Linked DNA regions of Mus musculus: region 1 is linked to region 2. A link is a contact called in public Hi-C data. All regions are on one chromosome and are shown on one strand. The core of a region is the stretch at or near the end of the contact, and the rest is flanking DNA. Distances in the headings are between cores, read along the strand shown. Region 1 overlaps Fggy (FGGY carbohydrate kinase domain containing). Region 2 has its middle 110 kb from the start of Gm12707.

What was found. Hi-C and Micro-C count contacts between places; a contact is called where the count stands out from the background.
Region 1: a Hi-C map of uterus shows a contact between it and region 2, with 5 times the contacts expected there. The contact joins two enhancer-like sites. A contact is called at or near these places in 1 of 15 datasets of contacts at CTCF or cohesin (the NIH/3T3 cell line), 7 of 484 Hi-C or Micro-C datasets (epidermal suprabasal cells, liver and uterus), 4 of 115 datasets of contacts at active chromatin or transcription factors (CD8 T cells, embryonic stem cells, heart atrium and 1 more) and 1 of 9 other capture datasets (embryonic stem cells).

The regions. Positions count from the first base shown.
Region 1 is chr4:95,724,041-95,730,995 of GRCm38.p6, forward strand. All of the region lies in intron 6 of Fggy (FGGY carbohydrate kinase domain containing), which reads left to right. Among named protein-coding and RNA genes, the nearest start is that of Fggy, 170 kb to the left of the region's middle. Within about 2 kb of position 5,646, at least 25 of the 459 cell types and tissues checked have an H3K27ac peak or open chromatin away from gene starts, as enhancers often do. A contact at or near this core is called in uterus, where this site is marked.
Region 2 is chr4:95,374,351-95,381,780 of GRCm38.p6, forward strand. No RefSeq gene overlaps it. Among named protein-coding and RNA genes, the nearest start is that of Gm12707, 110 kb to the right of the region's middle. Within about 2 kb of position 3,636, at least 55 of the 459 cell types and tissues checked have an H3K27ac peak or open chromatin away from gene starts, as enhancers often do. A contact at or near this core is called in uterus, where this site is marked.

The sequences.
Region 1 (6,955 bases), core at 4,396-6,895, 350 kb after region 2:
CCTGAGTTGGAAGTTTTATAGGAACTGCTGGTTTCTGCTGTGTGGGAGACCTGGTCCTCTGCCTTTTCTGCTCATCTGGTTCAGGTGACTTTCTGCATCTTTCTCCTTTGAGAGCGTCACACTCTGAGAAGCCCTTTCTAGAAGGTCAGGCAGAAACCCAGATGTGTGATTCTCCTGTATCAAGTGGCTTTGTTTTCCTGAAAGTTGGTTGGTCTTAATACACATAGCTCTACCAACACAGCATGGCTAATTTTGTCTTCTTATTGTTTAAGAATATTCTCATACTGGTACCTCACTTTCCCATGTATTTTCTTCTAGACTCATTTAGATTTGACTTTTTGCCTAATTAGAGGCCATCCCATTTTTGGGTGAAAAGGTATGTTCACGCCCAGCAGAACTCAGGGAAACAGAGCCCCTCAGACTCCAGGTGTAGGAGCTGAGGGTCCTGTGTGGGAAGATGGGTAACAGACTCATTGGCAGTCCCCTTCCTGAACTTTCCTATGCCACACAAGACAATAGATTTCACTAAGCTTAGCTTTGTGTCATTGTCACTGGGTGACTAATGAAAGAACCTCTTCCTATCCATGGTGCCAAGGGTTTTCTACTCTTTTCACAATTTTCTAAAAAGCATGCCATTAATTCTCTTAGAAATAAAGGGGAGGGGGACAGAGAGTTGCTAGCTTCAAGTCTCTTGATTGGTCAGGAAGAAGGCCATCTTTACATGGTGGTTACAGGTGCAAGGCTCATACTCCCTACACAGTTCCCTCAAATATTGTAACTGCTGAAGTATTTCTGGGAATCCGTGCTTACCTTGGCTGATTTTGTAGGCCCCTTTAAAAGTATCGATCCTAGAAGCTCACTTCATTGCTGCTGATGAGAAATCAGAAACGGGCACAGTGATTTGTGTTTTCCATAACTTGCAGGGGACTTTGTGCATTAGAAGCAGCTGGAGCACTGTTTCAGTTGGCGAGGGGCTCCTGCTCAGAGTTTGGTTTCACTGGCTGAAGGTTGGGCCGAGCAAGTGTATTTCTTAAACGTTTCAAGGGATCCTTGGGCATGGCAGGCATGGAGTTGTGACGCTAGTTGTTATCTCGCTGGTCTACTAGAGCAGATGAGAAACGAGGTGCTAAAATAATGAGAAGACAGGAGCTCTGGGAAAGGGTTAATGCCACCCCTTCCCTCTCCTTCTGCCCTTCCTCATTTCTGCCCCCTTTCTTCTTCCCCCTTTGCCCATGAAATTTGTTTTGATTGTTCCCAAATATTTTTGTTGTTGTTCTTGTTAAGACAATAGGAAGATAGATAGGTTGGAATAGGATGTGGGCTCAACCAGCTGGCGTCAGTTCCTGGTTTTCCTATTTACCAAACACGTTCTCCATCTGAAGAACTGAGCTTCTAATGGCTGCCTTTTAGGTACTCATAGCCTGTACTTCATTTATCTTCTCCCTTTCTTCTCGCCCGATCAGATCTAAAGGCTTCATTCTTCATTTTTTAAATTATTTATTTTATGTGGATAAGTGGTTTACCTGCATGTATATCAGTGCACCACATGCATGCCGGGTACCCGAGGAAGCCAGAAAAAGGTGCCAGATCCCCCATCTAACTTATGAAAGGCTCCGTGAGGTTCCTCTTTACACTGAGGAGGTCAGATACAGACCATCCAAATTCCCAGTCACTATGTTACAAGTGATTCATTAAACTTATTGTTGTCACAAATCAAGAGAACAAAATGTGGATGAGCCAAACGGTAAGATTCTGTCCATAACCTGCATGCTAAACTTAGCCTATTCCTGATCTGAACCAGCTCACAGCCTTTCCTGCAATTTCTGTGCTAATCACAGCACCCTAAGAGGCATAGGGGGAGGGTCTGTGTGGCGGAGGCAAGGGTGAGTGAGAGTGTGTCAAGAAAGAAGGGGACTCATTATAAGAAATGATCTCACCCAGTTCTGGAAACTAGGGAATCCCTAGAGTTTCTGGTTTAGGGCCCACATCGAAAGTTCTGAGGAACAAGAGAGCCCATGTTATAGTTTCAATATAGGGTCAGCACACTCAAGTGAGGCACAGGAAGAGCAGTGGTTCAAGTCCAGAGGTGTGCAAAATGCTGAGGAATGTTACTCAGGTGTGAGCATAAGACTCACCCCAAAAGTCTCTCACAGAAATACTCAAAATATTGTTTGATCAAATTTCTAGACATTGTGTGGCCAAAACTTTCTCAATTCCTCCCTGAATCAGGAGGCTGAGTAGTATAAATAATTCTCACTAGCCACTCATACAACTCTCTCCCCTTATCTCTTAGCCTTGTTTATTCCTCTCTGTGTGGGTCAGCTTTCTGTTCCACAGAAAACACACCTAAGATAAACCAAAAGAAGAAAGATTTCATGTGGCTCACAGTTTCAGAGAGGACAGTCCATGGTTGCTTGACTACTATAGCTTTGCGCCAAATGTCAACATAAAGCTTTGGGGTATGGAGTGTGTGGTGTAACACAGCTGCTAATTTAGGATGCCAAGGGAGAGGGGAAGAGGCCATTACCTTTATATCCATACCTAGATAGCTTAACTTCCTTCTATTGGGCAACAACTCAGAAATATTACACCACTTTCTGACAGCATCAGAGACTGGTGACTAAGTATATGAGTCTTTGAAGGTCACTGAAGATCTAAATTACAGGTTTTTTTGTTTTTTTTTTTTTTTTTTTATGGTCAGATTAGCCCCGTCCCCCTACAGTATACTTTGAAATAAAGCTAAGTCCGGATTGCTTTGAAACAGAAAAAGAAGGGTTAAATATTCAATTCTAAGACATGGTTAAATAATATGACATATCTTAAAGTGTGGTATATTTTCCCCTCTGTGTGTAGGTGCATATGTGTGTGTGTGTGTTGTATGTATGTTTTTATATGGTATGTAAGCACATATGGATGCACATATGCATGTATAAAACAGGGGTCTCCAGCAATGTCTTCTTAATCTCTAGCTTAGCTTTTGAGACAGGGTCTCTGGCTGAACTGAACCTGGAGCTCACCAGTCAGCTGGACTGGCTGGCAAGAAGCCCCAAGGCTCTCCTGTTCTCTGTTAAGAAGTGCTGAGATTACAGATGTGTGCACTTTTACTCCTTGTTGGTTATTTTTTTTTTTAAATCTGGATGTTAGTGATCAAACTCAAGTCTTTCTGATTGCCCAGCAATCACTTTTCTGACCAAGTCATCTCCATAACATCATGATATATTCTCTAATAGAAAATATGATACTCATTGATGAGGAAAGACATCTGTTGAGCTTAAAACACAGACTTTACGGTTGTATAAACATACTAACTCTGCTACAAGGAATTGAATAAGGCATATCTTAATATTGTGGAGGAGTCTCATGTGATACTTTCTCAAATTTCATTACTATTTATCTCTGGGAAGGGGAAATGTAAAGAGACAGCATTTTTTTTTTTTTTTTTTTTTTTTTTTACTCTTTGTGTTTGTAGTTCCTATAATTAAGTCTTAACTACCTTCAAATTCATGTTCTCCATATTTATCTTTTAAAAGTCAGCTCTGTTGTTTATGCTAGGGCTTGGTGGGCTACTACTATGGGTGTCCCACTTTGAGTACCTCCCAGAGGATGTGTAACCCAAATGCCATCTCTGGAAACAACCCCAAAAGGTGACACTTAGCTCCCTTCTCCTCCCTTTTCCTGCCCTCTCTCTGTCTTTGTCTTCTTCTCTCTAGCCTTTCGGAACACTAACTCCTGTAGGAGTGGAGAGCTGGTTCTTGCTGTGCTCAGAGCTTCCTCTGGGGGCCCCTTCTTGTGTCCTAGGTAATTGGACATGGTGACTAGGGACTCTTTTTGGGGCTTTGAGCTAATTATCATTTTGACTAAAATCTGTTCACTTTTCTAGATCCTCTGTCCAAAGAATAAGACTTTTAAAACATAGAAATTAGATTTATAAAGTTTGAACTTTGCATTTTTTATCAGTTGACCATTTTCCCCAAAATGTGTATGCTACCCCCACCCCAGGTAATCGAGAGCTGTAGAGTTTAAGTGCTGTAAAGTCACAGCATGACTCTGGAATCTTCTATTACAATTGCATGAATTCACAGATTTGACTCCAATATTTTGATTAAATGACAACTTGGCCAGCTCTCCCTCTGTATTGGAGGGAGAATACTCCTTAACCCAAAGCGTCATCCCTTCTTTAATCTCCAGGTAGATGGTCTGATGGCACAGGTCAGGTTCTAGAATCAAACCTCTGAATCTTAGTCCATGAATCTGCATCCTTGGAGTGTAAGAACAATGCCTACATCAATCAGCCTTTGGGCATTTCCTTCTTTACTTGAGGCAGAGCAGAATTGCTGTTGGGCTCCAGAACCTTTCATTTCATGGCAAAAGAATTCTCATTGCTGGAGGAAAAGTTAAAAAGCTATATTCATAGTTTCTTTCTTCATATAGTTGAGATATTTCTGAATTCTGATGAAATCTAGTATACATCAAACAAACAGAAAGAAAAACCCATTGCTCTTGGCTTTAGGTTCAATGTTTATTTACAGCCTGGCTTTTGAAACATGGTAGCTGTTACATTCAAGTAAGTTCTGTAACAGCAGCTTCTCTTTGTGCCCATGTGCTCTGAGTCCCCTAGACTTATCCATACATCTGTCCTCTATTTAAGGAGATCACACCTAAACCCTGTCATCTTTCAAACATTCTTTCCTTGCTGTTGGGTTTTGCCAACTAGACTTGACTGAAGAAAGACACCTTGTTGTGTTCTTTTCATCATCTGTCCAGTAAAATGGTTGGTTGTCAGGACAACGGCATAGAAAATAGAAATGTGGAAATTCATAACCACATGAATTCTTGAAACAAACTTGACAAGGGAAAATTCCAGCATACGTTCCATATAAGGGTTAAGGAAAAGGAAATGTTTCAGATACACCCCCTCCCCTTACAAACTGGACATTTCTTTGTAAAATCTGTAAGAATACTAGGAAACACACACACACACACACACACACACACACACACACACACACACACACTCACCACCCTCTCTTCAGTCCTATCTGCATTCTTGATAGAGAACCTGTGGGATGCATAGGCACTTTGGTCTCTGTAATCTCAGTACCAGACACAAGAAGCATCCAAGCACTGTAGGGACAGTGTGCTTGCATCTTGATAATGGTCTTTATAGATGGATTTTATGATGTTTATCTACAAAGAATCTGAGTTTAGAGGGCTTGAGGCTCTGAAAGTCGAGGCATGCAACCAAAGCCAGATCAAACTGACTGCTGAAATCACACTCTTCCTAATAGCACTCTGGCTCCCTGTCAAAAATGTGAGGAGTAGGGCTTTAAAAAGAGCACTTCTAAGATGAAATATACACTTTTCAAAACAATAGCAGAAAGCCTTTTCAAGGGTAAAACAGTTGGGGGAAAAAGAAATAATATGTAATTTAGTATTCATTGAGTATAAGCAATTAATCCTGCCCTCTGGGGGTGAATTTAGTCTAGCCTATTTGCACATGAAAGTACAAGACTGGCTTCCTCTTTATGAAAGTAAGACATCTGGTTGGAAAGTGAAAAATTTGGTCAATTACCTGAATCGTGTTTGGTCTACATGATAGAAAAACCCCAGATGTCTTGAAATCACCAGATGTTTGGCCTTGTGCGGTTACCACCAGCCCTGCTGACTGGCCCTTTCCTGTGAGAGTTGCTGTTTGACATCCCATAGAGGCAGCCATTGTTAGGAGGCTGTTATCTTCTGTGATCCAGCAGTGTACAAACAGGAGTCTAGACTGCTCACCCACACTGGCTCTGACAAAGTGTTCCTTGGGCTATGCTGCATCAGTAAATGGGATCACACAAAGAAGCACAGTGAGTCAAAGACTATCCTTTATTTTGAAAATCCTGTCTTTCTAGTGAACAGATATTCTGTTCAATAGTGAATTGCAGGTTTGGAAAAACAAGTCATTTGCACATAAGTTTAAAACTGAGAAACATAGGTCTGTATTAGTTGTCGTTGATTTTTTTTAATGTAGTTTTCATAGAACTGTGAAACAACAAATATGAAACCCCACATAGTACCTGGAGCAGAATGGCAGCTAAAGCCACTCTTTCCTGAATCTGCCTTTTCTTAGATGTCGGGATACTCTGTAGGGCTGCCGTTTCTTACAAAGCTCTAGAAAGTCATAGTCATCTGACAGTCCAGGGTTTTGTTGATGTTCCTTTTGAAACCAGCATTTAGTGCTTAAAATAGCTCCAAAGAGAATGCTTTCTACACTTATTCTTAAAACATTTCATTCTGAAGATTTAGCATGGAAACATGTGTTGAACTTGAGAATCATGTGAGAAAGACCAATTCCACAAATTTTGAGCCAAATTTGAAGCAAGCTTTAATTAAAAACTGGCCAAGATGATAGACTCTGGCCAGGACCTTTCCAAGGTTTCCAGAAAATAGCAAGAAGTCACATTTTGCGCTGGCTTATAAAGGCAGACCCATAAAGCTTCATATTTCCCATCAGGTCCAATCAAAGGTATGTATCCTGACATACTTTCTGCCTACATACCTCCTGCCTACATCCAATCAGGGGCAAGCATACATCCTGATGTATTTCCTGCTTAGGTATCTTTCATCTACATGTGACCAAGCACATCCAGTGCACCTGGGTCAGACTTGTTTAACAAATGAAAACATAAACAGTGGTCTCTAGCATTTCAGGAAGTATCTGTCCTGAGGCAAGGGGTTTACAGATTAGAGCCGTTTTTGTTTTATGAATCTCTTAGGCACAGTAACTAAAGCTTAAAACATAACTTTGGCTCTCACACATGACCACAGGGAGACATTTTTTCCACTCTGGCAAACTAAATTCCATTATTGTGAATATTTTAACACCTTTCATGGTTTCTGCAGCTAACTCCCATGACCTCAAACACCTACATCTCATCACACACTAACATCACAGACCCCTCAAGGTTTTTAG
Region 2 (7,430 bases), core at 2,386-4,885:
TTACTTGCAAGGACCACTCAGATCATGCCCTCTCACTGCCCAATAGTGTCCTCTGAGCCTCTGCACAGCATGGTGGATCCTTCCAAGAGCAGAAACCCAGAGTCCTCTAAGATCTTGGCTTGGAAGTCCAGGACATGATATAGTCTATATACTGTTGCCCAAAGCAATTCCGAAGGGGAGAGGAACAACAAATAATTTATGAAAAAAATCTATTATGAATATGCAAGGGTGATAAGGAATGGGGCCATGAACATCTGTGGAGTAACTGCCAGAAGAGAGCAAAGTGCAATAGTGTCCATATAGGGCTCTACCTTCTACATAGGAAAAAAAAGAATAAACAAAAACCCACACATATCTATCTGCTTCCTTGTTTTAAATTTAAAAATAATCTAGGAATAATAATAGGAAATAAAATGGGCTACCTATTATGGGCTGTCCTTGGAGTAGAAAGAAGGAGAGAGGATGTTTCTCTGAGTATGATTGTTTGTTTTTTGTTTTTTGTTTTTGTTTTTGTTGTTGCTTTGTAGTTTAACCTTGGAAACATATTAATCTTCCTGTTCAAAAAATAAAATTAGTCTGTAGAAGAAAGTAGAAAGGTACAAGAGACAGAGGATGGGGAGAGATGTAGCAAGGCACATCTTCTGAACATGATCTAGCCACTGCACTTTGGAATTCACTGTAGTGTGGTTATCTGGAAGAGCTGCATGACATCGGGTGCATAAGCAATCCATCCTTCACTAGGAGCCAGGCATGGTGGCGCACGCCTTTAATCCCAGCACTCGGGAGGCAGAGGCAGGCAGATTTCTGAGTTCGAGGCCAGCCTGGTCTACAGAGTGAGTTCCAGGACAGCCAGGGCTACACAGAGATACCCTGTCTCAAAAAAACAAAAACAAAAAAAAACCAAAACAACAAAAAAAACCAAACCAAACAAACAAAAAACATCCTTCACTAGGAGGAGCACCATGAGGTCCCGTCCCTCCCTGAGGGTCTACTGATAGTTAAATGCTTCCTAGGGAAGGGATGCCTCTTCCCCCCCCCCCCCCCCCGCCCCCACCCTCCCCTAGTGGTTACAGTAATAATGTCTTGCATACTAACCTCCGATCATGATCAGGCAAGAAACTGATTAAACTCAAGTGGGACACACTCTAACAGACAGGAAAGTAGGAGTGGGCTTCCAGCTTGTAGCAAGGGAGAGAGAGAAAGAGAGAGAGAGAGCAGAGAAGCAACAGGAAAGTCTAAAATTCTTTATATAAGTATATGAAACTGCCGGACAATAAAAATTAAAAATAAATTAAATTAACTCTAGAAGGAAAACCATAAAGGTGAATGCAAACAGAAACAGATGTACACGGGTTCTTCAGGTACTAGAAGAAAATATGGTTTATTAAAATGTTATTGATACACATGAAAAATATATAATGCAGACCACATATTAAATAAAATATTCTATCATTGTCAGGTTACCTGAGACTTCACAGGGGTTACATAAGAGAACATCCTTGTTCTTAGATGAGCGTATTAACATATTCACTGCATCCTAAAGGGAATTTTATACCTACAAGCTATTCTCAAATGGTTCCAGAAAACACTCTGATATATTGCTGTCATGTAATATCTCAAAACTCTTGGTCCAACTTTAAATTTTAATAGCTTTTAAAGTAGAAATGTTACCAACTAAATTTTCTTTAAAATTGTTCTTTTATTTCTTTAATTTTAGTTTTGTGACTTTTGAATAACACTTTTTAATTCCATGGTTTTTATTCCAGTGAGATTTTTGTTATCTTCTATCAAAGAGACTGAAACAAAGGGGTGAGGGGAGAATAACCTGGACAATTTGCAAACTGTTATAAATTGGTAAATCTGGGCAGAAGTTACACAGGAGGTTCCTATGCTGTTTTCGAGACTTTCTGTACGTTTGAAGTTATTTCAACATAAATGATGATGCAGCTGGAAATGATCTCTGATGTCTGTGTTGTACCTCAGGTGTGTGATGCTCAAGCTCATCTTCCATCTGAGCTTTGACTGTCTTCTATTCTGGATAGAGGAGTGGGGAACATTGTCTGGGCTCATTCTCTAATATAAGGACCTGGCAGGACACAGGCACCATGAATAGGGGAGTGGAGAGAAGGAAAAGGCTTCCATTGCCCTTGGCCTTGAGGGACTTGCTCTCTAATCCACTGAGCTAACTAACTCCAGACCTCTCCCCAAAGAGAACCGTGTAATAGGCATGTCAAACGATGGAGCCGATTGCTTTGGAAAGTTGTGTAAATAACTCTTTGGGCAGAAGAAAGATGGCCAACACCTGCTTTTTGTTTTCTGGAATTTATTAGAGCCACCCTGTGAGGGACGCTAAGCTTCCTGGAGCTTATTCACTTATCTGAGTTCATTCTTGGTTCAGGGCCGGCATTTTGGGGGGCCTAGAAAAAGCTGTCAAGGATCAGAGGAGGGTCACCAACTGCAGGCTTTGGGGAGGCGAAGGCGATTCATGAGAGCCAACTGGAGAGTAATGATCTTGCAGCCAGGTGTGCTGCTTTGCTGTATTTCCCTACCCAGATGCAGGGAAGAATACAGGAGGAAGAGCTGTGATAGTCATGGGTGCTGGGATGCCTAACCCTGTCTGTCGAGGGAAATATTTGGAGGTGAAGACAAAAGAATGTTGAGAATAATGTGTCAGGCAAAAGAATCATGTGGACAAAGACAGGGTCATCTTAATCCTTGCTTCCTGAAAATACAGTCTCTTTATCAGGAGAATCAACCTCAGCCAGAACTTACTAGAAACATAGAAGCTTGGGCTGTACTCTAGGCCCTGTACATCAGAGATACATATTTATAAGGTCCTTACGCACAATGATCTGAGAGAAGCACGAATCCAAATTCCATTTCTTAGAGAAGGTACCACTGTTTGATCAACATCTCAGTCCTAGCTGGTGCAACTTCCTGCCAGCCACAGTTGTATCAACTGCTGACCTGAAGATTCGGCCCAGGGCTGGTCTGCCGCTCCAGATTTATTTCAAACACCGGCATCTCCAGCCCTCATAAGCCCTCTGGGAAAATGGGAAGTCCCTCCCTGCTGGAAGGCTCGAGGAGTCTAGTTTTCTTTGAGCTAATACTGTCTGTACTTTTTGACCTAGTAATTCAACTTGGAGGATGCAAGCTCAGGGGAAAAAAAAATAATTCAAAATAAAATGGCCATCTCTGCTCAGCGGTTGGATGTTTACAGCTGTGCTGTCTCCAGTCATAAACAACCAAAGAGGAAACAATCCAAATGCTGGCAGTGGCCTAGGGGCAAGGCGGGGGCATGTTGTTCCCTAAGCACTATTGGGAACAGCCAGTCTGCCTCTGGGGACTGATCTTGATGTTATGGAAATTGGCTGGGCAGACAGGGAACCTGGGTTTCATTTTCATTCTGCTCTCCAACCACTGGAGACTCATGATGCCTGTGTCAAGGTCTTCTGCGACTCTTCCTATTTAAACATTGCATTTGTGCTCGTCCTGTGGTCCCTGTTCACAAAGACCCTGGGCAGAGCATGGGTGGTATAAAGAAAGAAACTTAAGTGGAGCTGACAGCAACTGTGTAGAGAGAGAAAAGAACAGGCACGGAGTTCATGTTCTGTGCAGACTCTGTGATACAAATAAAAGCTAATGTTTATTCAGGGCTTGTTGTTGCCAGAGGCTGTTTTAAGCACTTTTACATGAATAAACTCACTTAATCCTCCCATCAACACCATAAAATTGGAATTATTAGTCCCCTGTTTTTTAGATATGGTTGAGAAAATAATTTGCTTAAAATCTTCTGACAGAAGGAACAGGGCCAAGAATAGTATGTACCTTTTCTCTCTGATCCTGAAAGTCATACTCTTACCATCTTTCCAAGTCCTCACCATGTGGTCCCCAGATCACCATCAGCAACAATCCTGGACCTAACTTTGAAAGCCATGTTCTCCAGACCCACCTAGTCAGAAGCACAGGGAGGGCCCAGGCACTCTGCTTCAGCAAGCTCTATCCACCCATGTGATATGATACATGACAAATTTCTAGAATTATTGCTGCACCATGTGCTGCGTTTAATAATCGTGGAGCATGAGAAGTAGAAGTTCAGATAATTAATAGCACTGTATTGCTAAAGCAATTGGGAACCATGTGGTTGGTCACTTTTTTTTTTTTTTTGACTAAACATCTAGAAAAATAATAGATCCGGGGTGTGAGCCTAGTGTACCATGCCTATATTCAGTACCTCGCCAAAAATCAGTTTATTCAGAGAGAGGGAGCAGGGGATGGTTGCAGGACAGGAATTAGAGATTGGGAAATCAGGTAAACCATGAGAAAGTTAGCTCAGTTGTTCTACCCCTGGCAGATGGAGGTGACACTGTAGTGGTGGTGGTACCCAGAGCTGTGGTGGCAGCTTGGTTTGATCTGATTAGCCAACCTCTGTGTACAGGGCTGCTGGTTTTTTCTAGGCTCCATGCATAAGACCTATTTTTAGTTCAGCCTTGATAGGACATGCTGGCTGGGTGTTGCCAAATCCCAGGAACAATCTCACCCTGGCAGCAGGCAGTTTTTGCTTGGCTCAAAGATCGTGGAGGGCTGTCAGGGCACGTACCCAGCCTCCACCCAGATGCCAGTCCCACCTGGACCAGTCCTGGGTGAAAGAAAAAGATTCCAATGGAAGCCAAAGGAATTACGTATGATACACCTATTGAATGGCTATCAAAACCCACGGGCCATGGGGGCAGGGGATAGATACACTATGACTTGCTTCCAACCACCGGGCCAGTTGGTGGGATGGTGGCAGTTAGAACCTTAGGTTTTCAGATTTCTTTCTCTGAGGGATGAAGATGATCCTAGAGTCCTCTGGGACATGTTTGTTTGTCTTCTTTCTGCTTCTACTGACAACAAAAGATTGCTGAGTATTCATTCCCCTTATAACAAATACATCTTCCCAGGAGGAGACAGAGAGCTGAAGGCCCCAGAACGTACTGTTTCATGGGAATCAATGGGAACTTAGTGAAATTAGTAAAGGAAGCAAAACTTGAGAATCTTGTCACAGCTGGAGGCCACACTTCATACTTTCTGCAACTATTTAAAGTCTCTTTTATCTAAGATCTTTCTGCAATTTACCCACAGGAGATAATAACCAATATATTTGCAATGATAATGACTGCTAAATTTTGCATCAGATTCTGTCTCACATTCATTAACTCATTTAAACAGCCTAGTAGCCTCATGAAACAGAGATTGATATCATTTTACTACTAGAGAAACCAAAGCCCAGAACTGCGAGTCAGTAAAAGCCATGCCGGCATGGGTTAGAGCCAAGTTTGACAAATCTAAACTATGCGAATGTGGTGGTTTGAACAAGGATGGCCCTAATAGGCTCATAGATTTGAACTCTGTCACTAGACAGTTGCACTATTAGGAGGTATAGTTTTGTTAGAGTAGGTATGGCTTTGTTGGAGAAATTGTGTCACCACTTCAGGGGTGTTAAGGGGTTCCAAATGTTCAAGCCAAGCCCAGTGGCTTTCTGCTGTCTGTGGATCCAGATGTAGAACTCTCAGCTACCTCCCCAGCCCCATGTCTGTGTGTGTACCACTGTGCTTCCAGCAATGGTGACAATGGACTGAACCTCTGAACCGTAAGCCAGCCCCAATTATGTATTTTCCTTTTTAACAGTTGTTATATCTCTTCACAGCTATAGAACATTAATACAATGAGTTTACCTATATGGTCCTCCCTAACTAGAAACAAGGATAATAACCCAGAAAGCCACGAATAGATACAGATAGGTGAGGTTGAGAACTTGACCATTCAACAAACATGTTTTCAGCTAATAAAGAATCAGCAAGACCCCTTCCCTGCTGGGGAGAGGCTAGCACCATGTGAATATTACTCAGTCAAAGAAATGATGAGTGTGGATTCACAGAGCAAGTTTTCTGTGATAGTGGGCATCGGCATGAGATATATATGAACAGCAGTTGAAGGCAAAGGTTCCCAGGGGAGCATGGGTGCCTGGACTAAAGAATGCCTATTGCCCCTGCATGGTTGGTTAACATGTAAAGGTCTTAAGATTAAACACCACATTCAGTATTTTTCCACCTCCCAAATACCCAGTGAAGACCTCCATAGTTAGGGTTGAACAAGTGTTTGCTGGCCATGGCTTTACCAGTAGACACAGTTGATTTCTTCTGCATAGTCCTTGGCAAGGAAAACTAGTAAATACTAGCAGGTCTCATCTGTACCCAAAGTCAAGCTGTCATTCTCCAACTTGCCTAGATATTGGCTATGGCAATTTGAAATGAGGTATGAGGCAGGAGCAGTGAGCTGAACATGACAGAGCAGCATGGCAGTAGTGATGTTCTCTCTCTGGAAGCTCATGGCTGTCATTAGCCTCTGCTCACTAGAGTACCCTTGTCCAAACTCCCCTGGGCAAACATTTAGGTTGCTCTCATAGTATGCCCGTTTATTTCTCTTAATTCTCTTGAAGATGCCCTTGGCCAGGCAAACTAACAACATGCTCCAAGATTTTCTACAAATGCCACCTCTTCACCCTGAAATCCTTTCCACTTTTCAGAGGCTTCCCCAATTCAGCAACTTTATGCAGCTTTCTTGATGTCCTCCTCTTTTGAATAACCACAGCTCACCTGGGAATTTATCATGCACGTTCCTTTGAAGTAGAGGGCTGAGTTTTCACACTTGCTTTGCAATAAAGAGAACTGAGCTTTAGAATTAGATAGTGTTGTCAATAGACAAACTTTTAGAACTACTCAGCCTCTGTTTTCCTACCTGTGAAATGAAGGTGCCAATACCTACACCATACAGAGACTGCCCCATCCAGGGATCTATACCATAATCAACCACCAAACGCAGACACTATTGCATATGCCAGCAAGCGTCTGCTGATATGACCCTGATATAGCTGTCTCTTGTGAGGCTAGGCCAGTGCCTGGCAAATACAGAAGAGGATGTTCACAGTCATCTATTGGATGGAACACAGGACTCCCAATGGAGGAACTAGAGAAAGTACCCAAGGAGCTGAAGGGGTGTCTGAAATCCTATAGGAGGAACAGCAATATGAACTAACCAGTACCTCCTGAGCTCATGTCTCTAGTTACATATGGAGCAGAAGATGGCCTAATTGGCCGTCATTGGGAGGAGAGGCCTTTGGTCTTACAAAGATTATATGCCCCAGTACAGGGGAATGCCAGGGCCAGGAAGCGGGAATGGGTGGATTGGGGAGCAGGGCGGGGGGAGGGTATAAGGGGCTTTCGGGATAGCATTTGAAATGTAAATGAAGAAAATATCTAATAAAAAGAAGACTCAGGCAAGGTTAGCCAGAAGATGAGGCAGACTAGAGAGGGTACCAGAAGGTGGAGGCAACTTGAGGAAGGACAGAGGCTGTGTTGTTAGATTTTACTGGTATGAGCTCTTAGACG